Regions from separate parts of the Drosophila melanogaster genome. Here region 2 is linked to region 1. The links are chromatin contacts, called in public targeted proximity ligation maps. All regions are on one chromosome and are shown on one strand. The core of a region is the stretch at or near the end of the contact, and the rest is flanking DNA. Distances in the headings are between cores, read along the strand shown.

The links.
Region 2: a targeted proximity ligation map of the Kc167 cell line shows a contact between it and region 1, with 6 times the contacts expected there. A contact is called at or near these places in 3 of 107 Hi-C or Micro-C datasets (embryo and gastrula embryo) and 1 of 7 datasets of targeted methods (the Kc167 cell line).

What each region holds. Positions count from the first base shown.
Region 1 is chr2L:6,095,663-6,103,116 of dm6, forward strand. stai (stathmin) reads left to right here and starts at 4,715. Exons shown (of 7, transcript NM_164682.3): 1 at 4,715-4,887; 2 at 6,032-6,136. The coding sequence starts at 6,109. Kr-h1 (Kruppel homolog 1) reads left to right here. Exons shown (of 4, transcript NM_058119.5): 4 at 1-836. CG45075 reads left to right here. Exons shown (of 4, transcript NM_001298735.1): 4 at 1-836. CG9175 reads right to left here and starts at 3,304. Exons shown (of 5, transcript NM_164681.3): 1 at 3,271-3,304; 2 at 2,894-3,175; 3 at 1,882-2,829; 4 at 1,649-1,811; 5 at 1,036-1,591. The coding sequence starts at 3,034. The coding sequence ends at 1,506.
Region 2 is chr2L:6,368,767-6,376,220 of dm6, forward strand. It overlaps slam (slow as molasses), which reads left to right and starts at 3,622. Exons shown (of 3, transcript NM_135176.3): 1 at 3,622-3,815; 2 at 4,530-6,541; 3 at 6,608-7,454. The coding sequence starts at 4,811. It overlaps Nepl4 (Neprilysin-like 4), which reads left to right. Exons shown (of 1, transcript NM_135175.3): 1 at 1-1,424. The coding sequence ends at 1,333.

The DNA.
Region 1 (7,454 bases), core at 3,465-5,964:
AAGCATAGAAACGTATGGATATGGCAGTGAGATAGTTTTCCAGCAGCGAAAATGAAAATGCCAAAAGTATTAAAAAAGGGAAAAATTTGTTTTAAAATTAATATTACCTCCTATTACGTTTTATTGGCTTGATCCGAGTTTTGTTGAATGTTTGATTTGAAAATAGTTTCACCCATATTGCAAAATTTCATTTTAGTTTGGCATATACAATGTAGGTATAGTTTGTTTTCCTGTGTTGTCCACTTAGTCAAATTGCAGCAATTGGCATTATGCGTATTAAGCATTAGCATATAACTAAGTTAATTATATATAAAAGATCACTTAACGACGCCCAAACCCAAACCCAAACCCAAATCCAAACCGTACACAATAATAAGTTACGCGCATAACTACATATATACACATATTAATGAGAACGAAAAACCATGGCCATATTGGCGCTTAATATTTATAAAATACATATAATACTTATTTATTATGAACTCTGCTCGCCAAACTTCTTCCTTCCCCTCCACGATTAGTGTCAACGGCATCTTTGACATCATGTACCCATCATTTTATATGCATTTTATACACTAAATAAGGGAAAACTGAGGAAAAAGGATCGGTAACTTTAATTTTACACACGGAGAATATTGAACTGATAAACAAGAAGAAAGCAAGCATAACTACGTTTATATACATTTTCAAACCAGAAGATAACAAATATAATTAAGAGCGTCAGCATAGTTTTTGTAAACGCAGAGTTAATACATAGATTTAAATTCTAAAATCAAATATTGCATGAAAAAACGCAAATGAAATCTGAAAATCAATAAACAAGCGTGAAATAAACCAATTCGGTGTATGTGTATTTTAATGGGGCGTTTTAATTTAAAAAACTTACCCATTTCGCTTGAGAAATCGCAGATGAAGTAACTCGATCCAATTCGGTGATGAAAATGTAGATGCACCAATGTTGGAGGTTAATAACCCTCGTTGGAATATTTTACCATGTTTGCCACCTCATTGAATGCGAATAAAACATCGAAATTTCATTACTGAATGCATTTTTATATATCATTCACTTGTGACTATACGAATGGTGTGCTAAACCCACCACAGTTCGATTAGCTAACATTTTGATTATAAAAATGGTTTTACAATTCATTTGACTGCTTCAACTAGACGCAGTCAGTTTTCCTGTCTGCCTTTGTATAAATGAAATATTAATTAAATTTTAAAAATCATGTACAACGGGCAAAGCTGCCAAACGAGCAAGGCTTCGTTTGCGGTGGCTAGAGAGATAAACAAATTATGATACAACTAAGCAAACATTGCAATTAGTATAAGAGATAAGGCAGCCGGCACAAACTATGCACTTAAACTAATTAACATGATGGAGGAGGGGTGGGACGACGCTGGGAGTGCTGGGGGGGGGAGGAGTTGTGGCTTATTGCAGAAAACTAAACCCTGTTTACAAACTAATAATGCAAATCGAATAACTCTCTTCTGGCCATTGAGCATCAGATGCCAATGTAGGAGCACAGCACGAACACGGCGAAAATCATGACAATCAGAAAGACGATGGCAATCCAGGCGGGGATTGTACCTAAAAAGAAGTTGGCAGTGAGATAATTTCCAATTTTACACCAATTTTATTGCTTACGTCTTTGGGACAGACTGTGGATGCAGACTTTGTTGTCCACCGAAATGGACAGAACGGCTGCCTCCGTGTCGCTGGAAATGGGCGGTCCCTCCTCGTTGGTAATAGGCAGGAACTGGAGGCCAGTTACGAACATGGAGTGTGCATGGGGAATGTGGAGCACGCGCTGCAAAACGTAAGCAAAGAATTGGAGTTAAGACTATTAACGTACACTTTGATTAGTTGCCTCTGCTCACCTGCAGACTGAATGCAATGTACATGGATACGCTGCCTGAGAACATCGTGCCGACGGCCACGAATCGACCATCATCCCGCACTGCCAGTGACGAGAGGCTTTCGTCAATGGCCACAGCCTGACGCAGTTGCCCGCTGGCACAGTCCCAGTGCTGCAGGAAGCCACGCTGCTTTCCCACCTTGCCCAGCGGATTGGCAATGGTAAAGAGGCGGTAGTTATCCTTTTGCGCCTCCACGGTTCCGTAGCGGCACCGTTTGAACAGGTACTTGGCCCCCTCGGGCGTTTTCCACTGCAGCTTGTGTTGCAGCTGGCCGCTGGCCAGGTCCCACACCAAGCCCTGTGCATCCTTGGAGATGCTGGCAATTAGCTTGCTGTCGGGACTGAAGTCCAGGTCATCGATCTCCTTGCTGTGTGCCGCCAGCTCGGCGGCCAGCGTCATCTGGGGGAACGTCCAGACGCGCAGTTTTCCGTCCGTGCCGCCAGTGGCCATCAGACGGCCATTACCGCTGATGCGCACCACGCGCTGCAGGGGCTCGGCGCCCTTGAGGAAGTCCGTCTGGATCACATCCGCCGCCTGGATGTCGAAATGCAGTCGCCGAAACTGACGCAATATGTCGGCGGTGGAAAGGGGTGGCCTGTGCCCGTTGGCCACTGGCTCCACGCCCGAGTGTGCGTTTCGCTGGCGCACGTTGCCGTTCTCGTGCGGCCGTTCCTCCGGAGCAGGCTTGCCGTCCCCGACGCCCACACCGTTTCCATTCCCATCCTCTTCGGATTGAACGCGCGGCTGGACGTAGTACATCTGACAGTGCGCCTCCTGGCCGGCGCACAGATAGCCCCTCCGGCCGCCATTGCGCACCGCGAAGTTCATCACCACATTGGCGCCGGTCTCATGGCGCAAAACCTCCTCCGCGCAGAAGTGGCTGCCGTTGTGGTACAGCTCATAGATCTCCTGGAAAGATCAATCGTCGATTAGAAACATCACAAGAATGCGGCGGAGCGAGCTGAGTTCATACAAAGCCGTTCGCCACTCCCGTTTTGCTGGAGCCACCGCCTCCGGCTACCAGAATGTGGCGGCTGGTTAGCATGTCCACGGCGTACAGCGGGAAGTTCACGCGGGCCAGCAGGCCGTCGCTGGGACGGCGGGTGTGGGCCATTATCAATAATATATCACAATCGACCGGACGCTGGGGGCGGAGGGATTGGGGCTGAGTGATTGACTCGAGTTTATCAGCTCTGGCCGCGGGGCAGGCACATCTAATTGGGTCTACCGCTGGCACACTCCGGCTGTTAACTGACTGGGAATTGTGGGTCGATTCAGTGGACGTTAATCATGGGAACTATTTTCTTATTGTGTTTTGGACTGAGAAAGTTGTCTTAAAAATCCACGTACACTGAATAGCGGTGGCAGGGCGAGGTATCGATACATCGATAGGCAGATTGGTGATTGGTGCCATAGCAGTCAGCTGTCTTCAGCTGATGAACAGGGCTGCCAGACTGGTGACGTGAGCAAACAGCTGATGGGCTGCAATGTTAACAGCTGGAAATATCAAAATATTCACAGCTGTTCTCTAATCGATAGGTAACTTTAAAAATTATCGCAATAAGCTTAATGTTTTTAAGTACATAATTGTTAACCATTTTTATATACATAAGAATTCAAGTATATTGCGATATTTATTTTGCAACGCGTATATTGCACCCAGTACGCTGCATAACGTGGCTTGTCTTCTTTACCTTGTACCTTAAGGTACAATATACCATGTACCCTGTTTGAAATGTTCAATGATCCACCTCATAACCAGTACCTACTGGTACCTACCTTTAAGAACGAGATAGGCTTAATTGTACTTGTAATAAAATTTTATTAAAAAGAAAGTAGACAAATTTCTCCCCTGCAACAACTTGAAAAAGGAATTCTTTTTTCCAAGTGAAATAAGAAATTATAATATTTCAGGATTGTCATTAATGCGGTGGAGCTCAGCAGTGGTCTTCCTGGTTCTTTGTTGTGACAAAATGACCTTCAATCGCTGGTGGGCGGCACAAAGGGGACTCCGAAGTCATATTTATATACTCCTTTACGTGGGAGTTATTTATGTATGTACATATATCAGACAAAGGTGTGAAACGTGTTGAACGAGTTATTGTTCAAATCTGCAGCATCTTAAATTCTCTATTAGGTGTTTCTTATTGCTATTTTCTGACTTTTGTCAACTCTGCGTTGATAACTTTATCAGATTTCAATTAAATTTCTCATCAATTTTGCCATAGATCGTATAGGCTGTATTTAAATTTAAATGGGCGTTAAAGTGAAAACTGTCTACTGTCTACGCACCTAAACTAGTTTTGTTATAATTATTTTCATAGTGCGTGAACAAGTTTTTCCGGCACTTTGATCAAATTTCACTTTTATCGAAGTCAAGGTGGCTTAAGTGATATGTCAATATTGTTAACCTGATTCAAGTGGATGTACGTATGTATGTATATTATTTATAATTATTAAATGAATAAAAAGCTTCAAAAAGGAAGACATAATCAAGTTCGTTGTCCTTGTGTTTCTTTTGAAGTGTCACAACACTCATTCGTATTTATTTGAAAAGTTTAGGATCTTACTTTTGGGATTCAACAGACTTTTTTGGGCGTACATAATAAATTCAAAATTGTCATTTGAATTATAACCGACAAAAGAAAACAAACAAAAGACGCACTGGCGCCATCTCTTTTCCACTCGCACAGCTTCCAGGTCAGCAACAACAACAAAGCCCAGCTGGTGCTCACCGATCGCGACGCCGCGTCGCTGCTTTCGTTTTCTTCTCTGCTTTCTGTTTCTTCCTTGCTCATTCGCTTAATTTTCGCCGACGCGATCACAACTGTAAAAAACAACTGCCGAAGTTCTCGCACCGTATTTTAACTGTTAACAATTCAAAAGTGTCCAGTGTGTCTATCGTTATTTGAATGCTATTATTAACTGTACATGTGCTAACTTATTTCATTGGAAAGCAATCTACAGGTGAGTGGCCTCTGAACCTCGAGTGCAATCTGGTTTGATCCAGTGCAAGATCCCTTTTTTCGCCACTGCGCAATTGCACCAACAGCAACTTGCGCAGAGCTCTTTTGTTGCTTTTCCCTCGCGCTTTGTACCTCTTCTTTTTCCCGTAACAAAGTGCAGATCAGTGTGTATGTACGCATTATATGAACTTTGTGTGGTGGTACATTGTACATATGATACACACATAAAGTATGTACTTGAATGTAATTTGAATGCCCTAACGGAGTTGAAAGTGCTGTCAGCGACTATCTAAATTTCTTTAATATGCATATCTATACTCACCTCAACGTACATGAATATTTAGGTATTTAACGCTTTAGTTGCGGCGAACTTAAAGACATACATACATGTTTATGTGTGTGTGTAGTTTCAATGATCATTTTTGATTTGATCATTTAAAATGATTTAATTTTTATATATTATCATTTAAATATGGCAGCAATATACAAACATACATACATATTTCGCTTCACAAAGTTGTGCAAAACGCAACGGGTATATTTTCAAATATCCTGCCCATTTGACTTTAGCAAAAGTACATACAGTTTGTCAAGAAACTGTTTACACACTGTGAAATAAGTTGAATTTTTGACTTTAAAGCTAAAAATTAAGGGTTTTTTGCTTAATTAAACGCAATTTTTTTATAAAATATAATTAAACAATATTTATTTTACTTATAAATCAAAAAAAAAATTAAAAATATTAAATATACAAGAAAATAAACAACAAAATCCAAGTTTACACACTTTTGAGACTGTCAAGAAACTCTTTACATATTTTGTTTTCCTACTTTGTTTTGTTCTTTTTCTTAGAACGAACTCGATTTTTCCGTTATTTTTGGCTTTGCATTGCTTTTTACAACGCTTCTAATGAAATTTGTTGACTTTGCTTGTGAAATTTTGCTAATCAAACGTGCTTAAAGCGAATTATTTTTATAAATTATATTTAATTTATTTTTTGATTTATAAGTAAAATAAATATTGTTTAATTATATTTTATAAAAAAATGGCGTTTAATTAAGCAAAAAACCCTTATTTTTTAGCTTTAAAGTGCGCGATTATTAATTTGTATATCTGGTTTTATTTTTTTTGTTTCTTTTTTGCAGAGCTTTAGTTGTGATACCCCATTTAGTTTCTGTAACATTTTTAATTTCTTTCGAGTCCGAAACAACAGAATTTTAAAATGGTGAACAACACTGTTGATACTGAAGGTAAGTTTTATTTATCTGCTAAGGATTATATTTTATTTTGTTTTGGTCAGCAGTATTGTTTTATTGTACTTTTTATGAATTTAACAGCTTTTGCAAATACCATTTATTGTATTAAAAATAAGTTAAATTTATTTATATAAAAAAAAACCTGTTCTTTTATTACATGTTATTATATTCTTACTCAACTGATTCGAAACTTATTATATTCAGTACAGGAGTCGTCCGGTATTGATTTTTCCGTTAGATTTTCAGAACCGTCTCATTTTGTCTTATTTAGTTCAAATAGCAAATATCGTTGCAAAATACAGAAACCCAAGTTGTTAGTGAGTTTTCAGCCGGGGAGACTGCTGAGACTATGACATGTTTCGGAGGCACATGACAGGAATACATAATGATTCGAACAACTCGGGAACTAGAAGAGGGTCTACAACTCGCACACCATGTTTGCACGTTCCTTCACTGCATTTGTATTTCGGGTTGAACTTTGTGTACTTTCCCAAGGAGTCATTTAGTTGAAGCCAATCTTATTTTGTTAAAGTACATTTAGAAGAGTAACTAATTAAGTTTTGTTAATATTTTATGTTTTGATTCTTGGTAAATGGTCAACAACGTCAGTTTCTCTCAAAAAGAGGTCATGCTTTAAAGATTTACCATTAAGCTTAATTGTTTGTACACATATTTTGTTTTAAATTATTGTCAGAGCTCTTTAAGCCGAAGTCATTTGCCTAATCCATAATAAAATCCATACGCTTGCGTTTATCGTTCTCCTCATCCTGAATTCTGATGATGATGACGGCTTTGGCGGAAACGGACCCCGGAATCATTAACCGCATATTTAGCGGTGGCATTTGTGTATTATGGCATTGTAATTACCAACAGCAATCCCCTTGTGTGGGCCAAGAGTTGGGGAACTTGCTCCTTTTGACTTTGCGACATTTGCCAATAAATTCATAACTGATTTATTGCTGTTGAGTTTCGCAGACGGAATATTTTGATTTCGCGGTGTGCTTGTGCTGCTCATTGATTTGTTATTTCCATCAAATTGCATTAATTTTTGATTGACAAGCATATAAAGAGAAGTCAAATATATGGACAGTTTGTGGCACCACCGTATGATTTAAAAACCAATAAATGCCTTCAAGTGGCATTGGATAGTGTAAATAGGAGCAGTTAGGAAAGCATTTCTAATTGCACCTAACAACTAACATAAAACGATTACGCAGCAAATGTACGGTTAGCCACACAACTTCGTTGTCCTTGCGCAATACCGAGCGATTTACTCCGGAAAAGGTTAATAATGCAGCAAATCGTGGCAGCG
Region 2 (7,454 bases), core at 2,372-4,871, 270 kb after region 1:
CTCCTCCTGGCCACCGCTCCACCAGCTACAGGAGCAGTTCAGAAGTTTGGAGCAGAACTTGGTGCGACTGGCTAAGCCCCATTCGGCGGACGATACCTTCCGGAATTACAGTCTGGATCAGATTCGGACGGAGGTGCCGGGTCTGCATTGGGACGAGGCGCTGAGGACACAGCTGGGCAGATCGGTGCCGGGGAATCATGTCTTCCAGGTGGACGACTTGGACGCGATCGAGGGGCTTGTGGAGTACCTCAATACGGTAGATACTCTGCTGCTCAATCGGTACAGCCTGGCAAGATTTCTCAGCCACCTGCTTGAGCTGCCACATAACCCGCTGGCCACTTGGGAGTCCGGACAGCGGTCGCGGGGAAGGAACTGTATTCGTCACATGCGCCGCTCTGTTTACCTGCCGATGAACTACGTCTACGAGAGAAGTTTCTACTCCCGGCGCCGCCACGCGGATGAGCTGGTCATCCACAGCGTCTTCCAGCAGCTGCAGAGTCAGCTGGAGCTGCGGGTCCAGCACAACGCCTTCAATCTAAGTCAGGATCTGGTGAAATCGCTGCAGGCAAAGGTGCACCAGATGCGCATCAATGTGGGCAACCTACCGCCCAATGTGACGGAGCAATTCTATTGGGACAGCGACCGGCGGTGGAGCGTGGGCAGGGACTTCTACGAGAATCACCTGAACAGCCTGCTCTACTACTACACGCTCGTCGCCGATTTGGAAAGCAGCTCGGACCAGGAGGAGCGGGACATCTGGTACAGCTTCAATATGCATACGCCCGAGTTTCCCGACAACATCGATGCCACGCCGTACTTCTACTGCCTGGGCAACATCATCTTCGTGCCGTACTCCTACGTAAAGCGTCCCTTCTTCGATGCCAACTTCTGGCCAGCGCTGCTCTACGGTGATCTGGCCAACACCCTGGGCCACGAGATCATGCACGCCTTCGACACCGATCTGGTGGACTACGATGCGCAGGGTAATCTGCGTAACTTTAGCGACCAGTTGGGCGAAGTGGAGCTCTACAACGGAGCGGTTGGATGCCTGAACAGCAGCGCTGTTATGCTAAACGAGCGCACCTCCGACGTCAGCGGATCCCGGCTGGCCATGCAAACCTACGGTGGCGACTGGCTCACTCGGTCGGGCAACGGGCGTCTGTACTTCCTCCAGTTCGCCCACTTCTTCTGCGGCGACGAGGGCGACCAGTACCATGACTCCGGCAGCCAGCGGCTGAACTACGCCCTCGGCCAGGTGCCGCAGTTCGCAGAGGTGTTCCGGTGCCATGTTGGCTCCGGAATGACCAGCGCGGACCAGTGTCCCTTCTGGTGAGGGATGCCCAGAGACGGTCGGTGACTCCCACTGCTAGTCGGTGTATAGCTTTAATTAGGAACCCAAGTATTGTGAATAAACTTCTATGCTTAGCAATTGCGTATGCGGTTCGCATCTGTCGGGCGGATTTTCCGACACGGACTGAGTTAATTTTCAATTACGTGTGCAACGTGATAGACAAGACATCGGTGAGCAGTAGATGCCCTTCCAGGATGTTCGCTGTCAGGCACTGAAAAAATAGGGGGGTAGGTACTCACACCTACGCAGAGGAAATAAAGAAAATGGGATGCTTCCTTCAGTCGAAATATTTAACAGTGTGAGCGAGAACCTTTTTAAAAGTACAAAATGTTTCGACTCTGTTTGTGCACCTTGAACTTTTGCCGATTTCCTCTGCCGAAGAGCTCACGTGTGCTTTTCCTTGCTTGCCCACGGTGCGTATGTGTTACCCGGCGTGCTTTTATTTATTTGCTAATTAACACCCATCCTGCGCGGAGCAGACGGCAGCCCAGAGGGCGACGACCATCCAGAATCCGACTTAGATTCCAAATCCCGGCCCCAAGTCGGTGGTTGCACTGTGCAACTTGTTGAAGGTCGTCGCGCAAATCGCTCATACGCCGCGTGGGTCTTGAAGGCGCGTGGCAAGCGGTCGGTTTCGCCTGGCAACCGCATTAATGGGCCATTAACAACCTGCCGGGATGATAGCGCGTGAGCCGCGTGTCAAACAGCGGTCAGCCCCAAATCGTGGTTGTTTCCGATGAATGGGCGACCGTACGTTTGTCTTTGCCCCACAAATGGACTAGAAACGGGAAACTTGAATTGATTCTGCGATAAAGAACGTATGCCTCGAGACACTCGAGCTACTCATGTGAAATGGGGTGTGGGGCTCAGTCATCTAAATCAATATTCTGCGGTTCCAATTTGGTATGTTTCAGATTATTTTCTAGTTTCTTGTGAGTCAGCAAAATGTAAAGGATAAACACATCTTTAGCAGTCTGAATTCCAGAGCTCATCCAACGCGGCTACATTATGCTGAGTGTGGGCTATTGCGATATGGCCAGCAGTTCCTCTTTCCGTCGAACGGCTTATCAGTGCTGAATTTCATTCATTCATGTAATTCAAAGCGGCTGTGCATTATATTTGGGCTGGCTTATAATTAGTTTTAAAATAAACCGCTTGGCCAGCGGAACGCGGAAAGCCGAGTGACGCAATCGGAGCAGCGAATTGCGAATGGTGTGGTGTTAGTCGGAAGCCAGCAACAAACTCGCTGCTTCTGATCGCCACGGCGGTGCTCCACTCGGCTCGGCTGAGGTTCGTTCCTTGACCCCCGGATTCCGGCGGTCTTGCCCGCCACTCGGGGTTCCATGTCACGTGCGCTCGCTCGGCGGAGTAAGTATGTATGTATGTATGTGGGTCTGTGCGGAATTGATTGATTTGCCAGCGAAGGTGGCGCACTGGAAGACAGACAGACAGACAGACTGACAGACGGACGGACGGACTGATAGGGCTGATGAAATTACAAGTCGCGCATCGTCATTCAGACCGATTGTGGGCATGTTATGCGAGTAAACGGATTTTGCGGCAATGAAATAATTGCCAACATTACAGAACTGGTAGTGTCTAATTAACCCGCACTGATAAAGCGGGGTACATGCCGCCGCTCAGATTTTCAAAATTGCATGGCCCTGCATTGAGTGCCCAAAATCTGAAACCAAATATTCGCGTTCCGGTGTCGCCGACAGAAGCGGTGGCTACTTAGCAAGTGGAACCACTGCGTCCCCGTCCATTCCAGTTGGATATGGAACGCCAGCCACATGAGTTTATCATAAAGCACCCACTAAATTTTTGCCGCTGCTGTTGGCGACCACAATGTTTGTAAATGTTTTTCACCGTCGAATGGTATTTCGGGGATTGCTTTGTTTGTCATTTGGGGTATTTGCCAACTGACCAACTACTGTCCATCTGAATGATTTTGGTGTGCCTCTTTTGGCTTAAATAGCAATATATTCAGATACCAATAAAGGCACGTCTGATAGAATTCAGGCCACGGGAGCAATCCGTTTGAATTTATCGTATCATTGAGTTGTAAGCCGTTTTGGCCGTTAATAGCCATCGAATTCTCATATCTTCACTGGTCTGCCTAGAATATAAGTTATTGACATTCTAATCATTTTCTTGAGCCCATGATGATATTTAAAGTCTAGATTAGTTTACGGTTTAAAAAGCACTGAGCTTTGATGCTGATTCAATCAGCTGATTCTTAATTCGTGGTGATTGGCTTTATTATCAGCTGTGATATTCCGTAAAGCCGGCAAATGAGCCCTTAGATCGATGTAAATGTACTATGTTATTTGGCGCAAATAACCACGCTTTTTCGCGGTCTTTTGTTTACAAAATTAATTTGTAATTTGTTTATGAAGTTGTGCGTGTTAAATACTGTGTTGCCTAAAGTAGATCATAGTTCAACAAGGAAATCCTTAACAAAGTAAGTTAACTAATTTATATAAATAGCCGGCCTGTTTTAGAAAGCCCAAAAAAGGGTTAGAGAACGCTTTTGTCTTGAAAATTTGGAATATTTGGAAAGTATACCCTTCCCATGTAAACAACTTCAGCTTTGTGATAAAAAAATAGGCACTCCGTTTTGCTAAAAGTAAAAAAGCGCATTAAAACCAAAAATTAAAGATAAAATCGTTAAATATCAGGCAGTTAAAAGATGTATCCCATTATGGAACTTATCATTGTAGCTCTGTAACTCATCAGCTCCAGCTCTGCCACCTGAGCATCCGCAAATCTCAGCCCCTGATTTCATTTTATGGCTCTGTCGGTGTGAAAGTCACTTTGTGGCAAACTGCAAGCAAAGTTCTGCTTATCCCTGGGGTCCTGAATTCGGTTCGTTTTCGCTCCAAATTTCAGCAATAGTCAGATGAAGAATTTTCAGTGTGTGATTTTTATTGTGGCTGCAATTCGCCTGGGTCTTGTTAACATTCGCATTTTTCTCGGAAAATTCGTTCGGTTGCAGTATAATGATGATGCTGGGAGTTGATTTCGCTGAGTTACTGCAATAATTGGAATTTAAATTTTAAGGACTTTCCGTCAGCTGTCTTTCGAGTGAATCCTCGGTTATCCCTTCTTTCCAGAACCTTACATTTTACATCTATTGCACAGCCCTAATATTACCTACCTGTTTTCTTTGTTTCAGGTCACCTGGATATATATTTATAGCGGAAAGGTTCGCGAAAATAATTAAATATCGGTTAGCGCGAGGAAAATCCATCGATCCGACAGCTGCGGCTGTTAATCTTACCTGATCGCTGCTAGTTGGATTAAGGAAAATCTGAGGCAGTGGGTGGGCAATAAAATCTGCACCCAATCCATATTTTACCTGATCATTGTATATAAGCTATTAGCAAAATGCCAGAAAGCCACAGTTACAAACTGAAACGTCTAACGTCAACAACAAGACAGCAAACTAATACCAAAATGGTCCTAAGCAATTCCACGCCGAACAACCAGTCCAAGCACAACCAGATGGTAGTGGACACGGCAGCCATGAACAGTGATGATCTCAGCGAGCTACTGCAGCTGAACGCGGAGATCGAGGAACGTCGTCGCTCCAGCCGCCACGGAGATGCCAGCACCGCCTGTGGCCTGCTCCGAGCTACGATGACCAGGGAGGAACTCTTCGAGATTTCCTCGCTGGATGATGATCGCTTCCTGACCGCCCTGGAGTACCAAAACTCGTTTGCATCACCGCGCCGAGTGCAGGTTACCGACCTGGACTTGTCCAGCATCGAGAATCTGATGAAGTACTTCGACGAAGAGGTACCTGTGACGCCAACAAAGACACTGGGTACCACCAAGGCAGCGGGTAACACGGGTAAAGTGGCCAGCACAATTGCCAAGTTGGCCCTCCAGTCGGATCCGGTCACGCCGCCCAAGCCAAAAGTGGGTAGTGGCCACCTAAAGATCAGCGAGCTCAAGCAGAAATACGAACAGCTGCCGGAGATGGAGACGCCACGCTCTGCATATCAGGCTTCCAGAAAGGTATCCGCGTCGCTGCCCATGAAGGTCAAGGAGATGGCCCAGCTGTTTAACTCCAAGATCAGCCAGGTGATGCGACGTACAGAGGAACCACAGTATGTTCAGCTGCAAAATGAGATGTCGCCGGAGGTTAAGGCACAGAACCGCCTGGTGTCGCCATTAGAGTCCCCAGTTCAAGGACCCTGCCTGGTGGCCGAGGAAGTTTTCCGCGAGTTGAGCGTGAAGGACAAAGCCCTGCTGTTCAACAAGTTCATCGGTGACATGGCAGCCAAGCACCCCAAGTTCACTGCACATGCCGCAGATCTCAAGGAGAAGGTAAACAAACAGGTGGCACGAGGGGAGGTGGTGGCTGAACGACAAGCCAGTGTTAAGCATCTCGCCCAGGAGTTGGAAGCGAAATGTATCCTGGAGCCGGGATCGCCACCGCGACCAGGTGGTGTCTCTCCCCCCAAGACGACTGAGAGCAAAACGGAGACATGCACCTCCCAGCTGCATGTGAGCACCCTGACTGTGATCCTCAAGCCAAGTCCAGAGCGCAGAGCTCCACAGCCACGACCCCGCCGATGCCTGGATCGTCAGAGCGATGAACATGCCCGAGAGCCATCCCAGAAGCGAAACCTCGCCGCGATTCGCACCATGATGCCAACGGAGGCCTATGCGCCACCAAAGAAAATCCGACGCACTCGACAGGAGCGCACCGGTGCGGATAGCCAAATGTTTTTTCAGAACGAACACCTCGAAACCCTGTTCTACAGCTGGCTCAGCTCGGAGAACGGTGTCCAGTTCGACATTACGAGTGTGTCTGACGGTCAGCAGACCATTGAGATAGCCACCGAGGAGGGTAATCTTCTGGAGCAACCGCTACTTGAGCCGAGCACCGCTACTCTGGAGGATGTGAGCCAAAAGTCCGCCGTCGAGCGGCTTCTGGAGGAGGCCATCGCAAAATTAGAGCTAGATAACGAGTCCAAGAAGGAGACACAAGTCGAGGAAAAGAAGGAGATGGATACAGCTCAGGATCCCATCGTTCAAGTCACTCCGCGACGCATTAAGCGCCAGGCGCCGCCAGTGCCAGCCCCACGACCCAGTCTAAGTCAAGTTACCTCCAGTGCATCCAGCTGCAAGCAATCCGAGGCTGAGGAAAGTGAATCCGGGTTGTCTACACTCCCCAAGGTAAGTGATATCTTTAATAAGTGGATTCATGAATGTTGACTCATTGTTCTTAATTTTCTATCACAGATAACCAGCGACGAATCCCAGCCAGAGACGCCCAAGGATGACTTGCAGACAGGTGAATTTGATTTTGCCAAGCCCCAGCGTCCGCCACGCAAGAAGAAAATGCGCCGAACTCTTACATGGAAAAAGGAGAACTCCATTGTCGAGGCCACTGCAATAACCTCAACGGACTCCGATTCAGATTACAAGCCTCCGCTATCAGGAGCGGCCAAGAAGAAGTCCGGTGCTATCTGTAACCCACTTCCAATGCCCGAGCCAAGTTTCATTGAGTTGGATAAGTCACTGATGCGCCACTTGAACTCGCCCCGGAAGATCAAGTCGGCATACACCCTCACCGTGATGTCATCTCCCTCGCCGAATGCAGACAGCGATCAGTCTCCTAGTCAGACACCAAGGCAATCCCTGGTACAGGCCATGCGGGACAGTTTCGTGGATCAGGGCTTTGAGACATGCTCGAACGATCCGATGGACAACAGTCCGATACGCCGATCTTCGCTTGGAGCCACGGAATCGAAGCCATCCGGTTTTTCCACGCCAGTTAAGGGACGCCATGCTTCCAGTCCGGCGCAACAACAACTGTTCAGTCCGATTCTCATCCAGGAGCGCCCTCGTCGCAGTTCCCTGGCCATGCAAGTGATCCGGGAGGATCATCCGCTCGATCTGGACGCCACCTCCAGCTCACCCTCCACACCGTGCAGTGAGCGGGAGTTCTTCGCCAATGCCCCGACTGTTGAAATTGATAACTCCCAGGATGAGAGTCCGACCGGCAAGGCGCACTCAATGTTCTGGATCACCTCTGGGGACTTCACAGTCTCCCTGGAAATCTTCAAGAACAGCCCGGAGCGCCTGC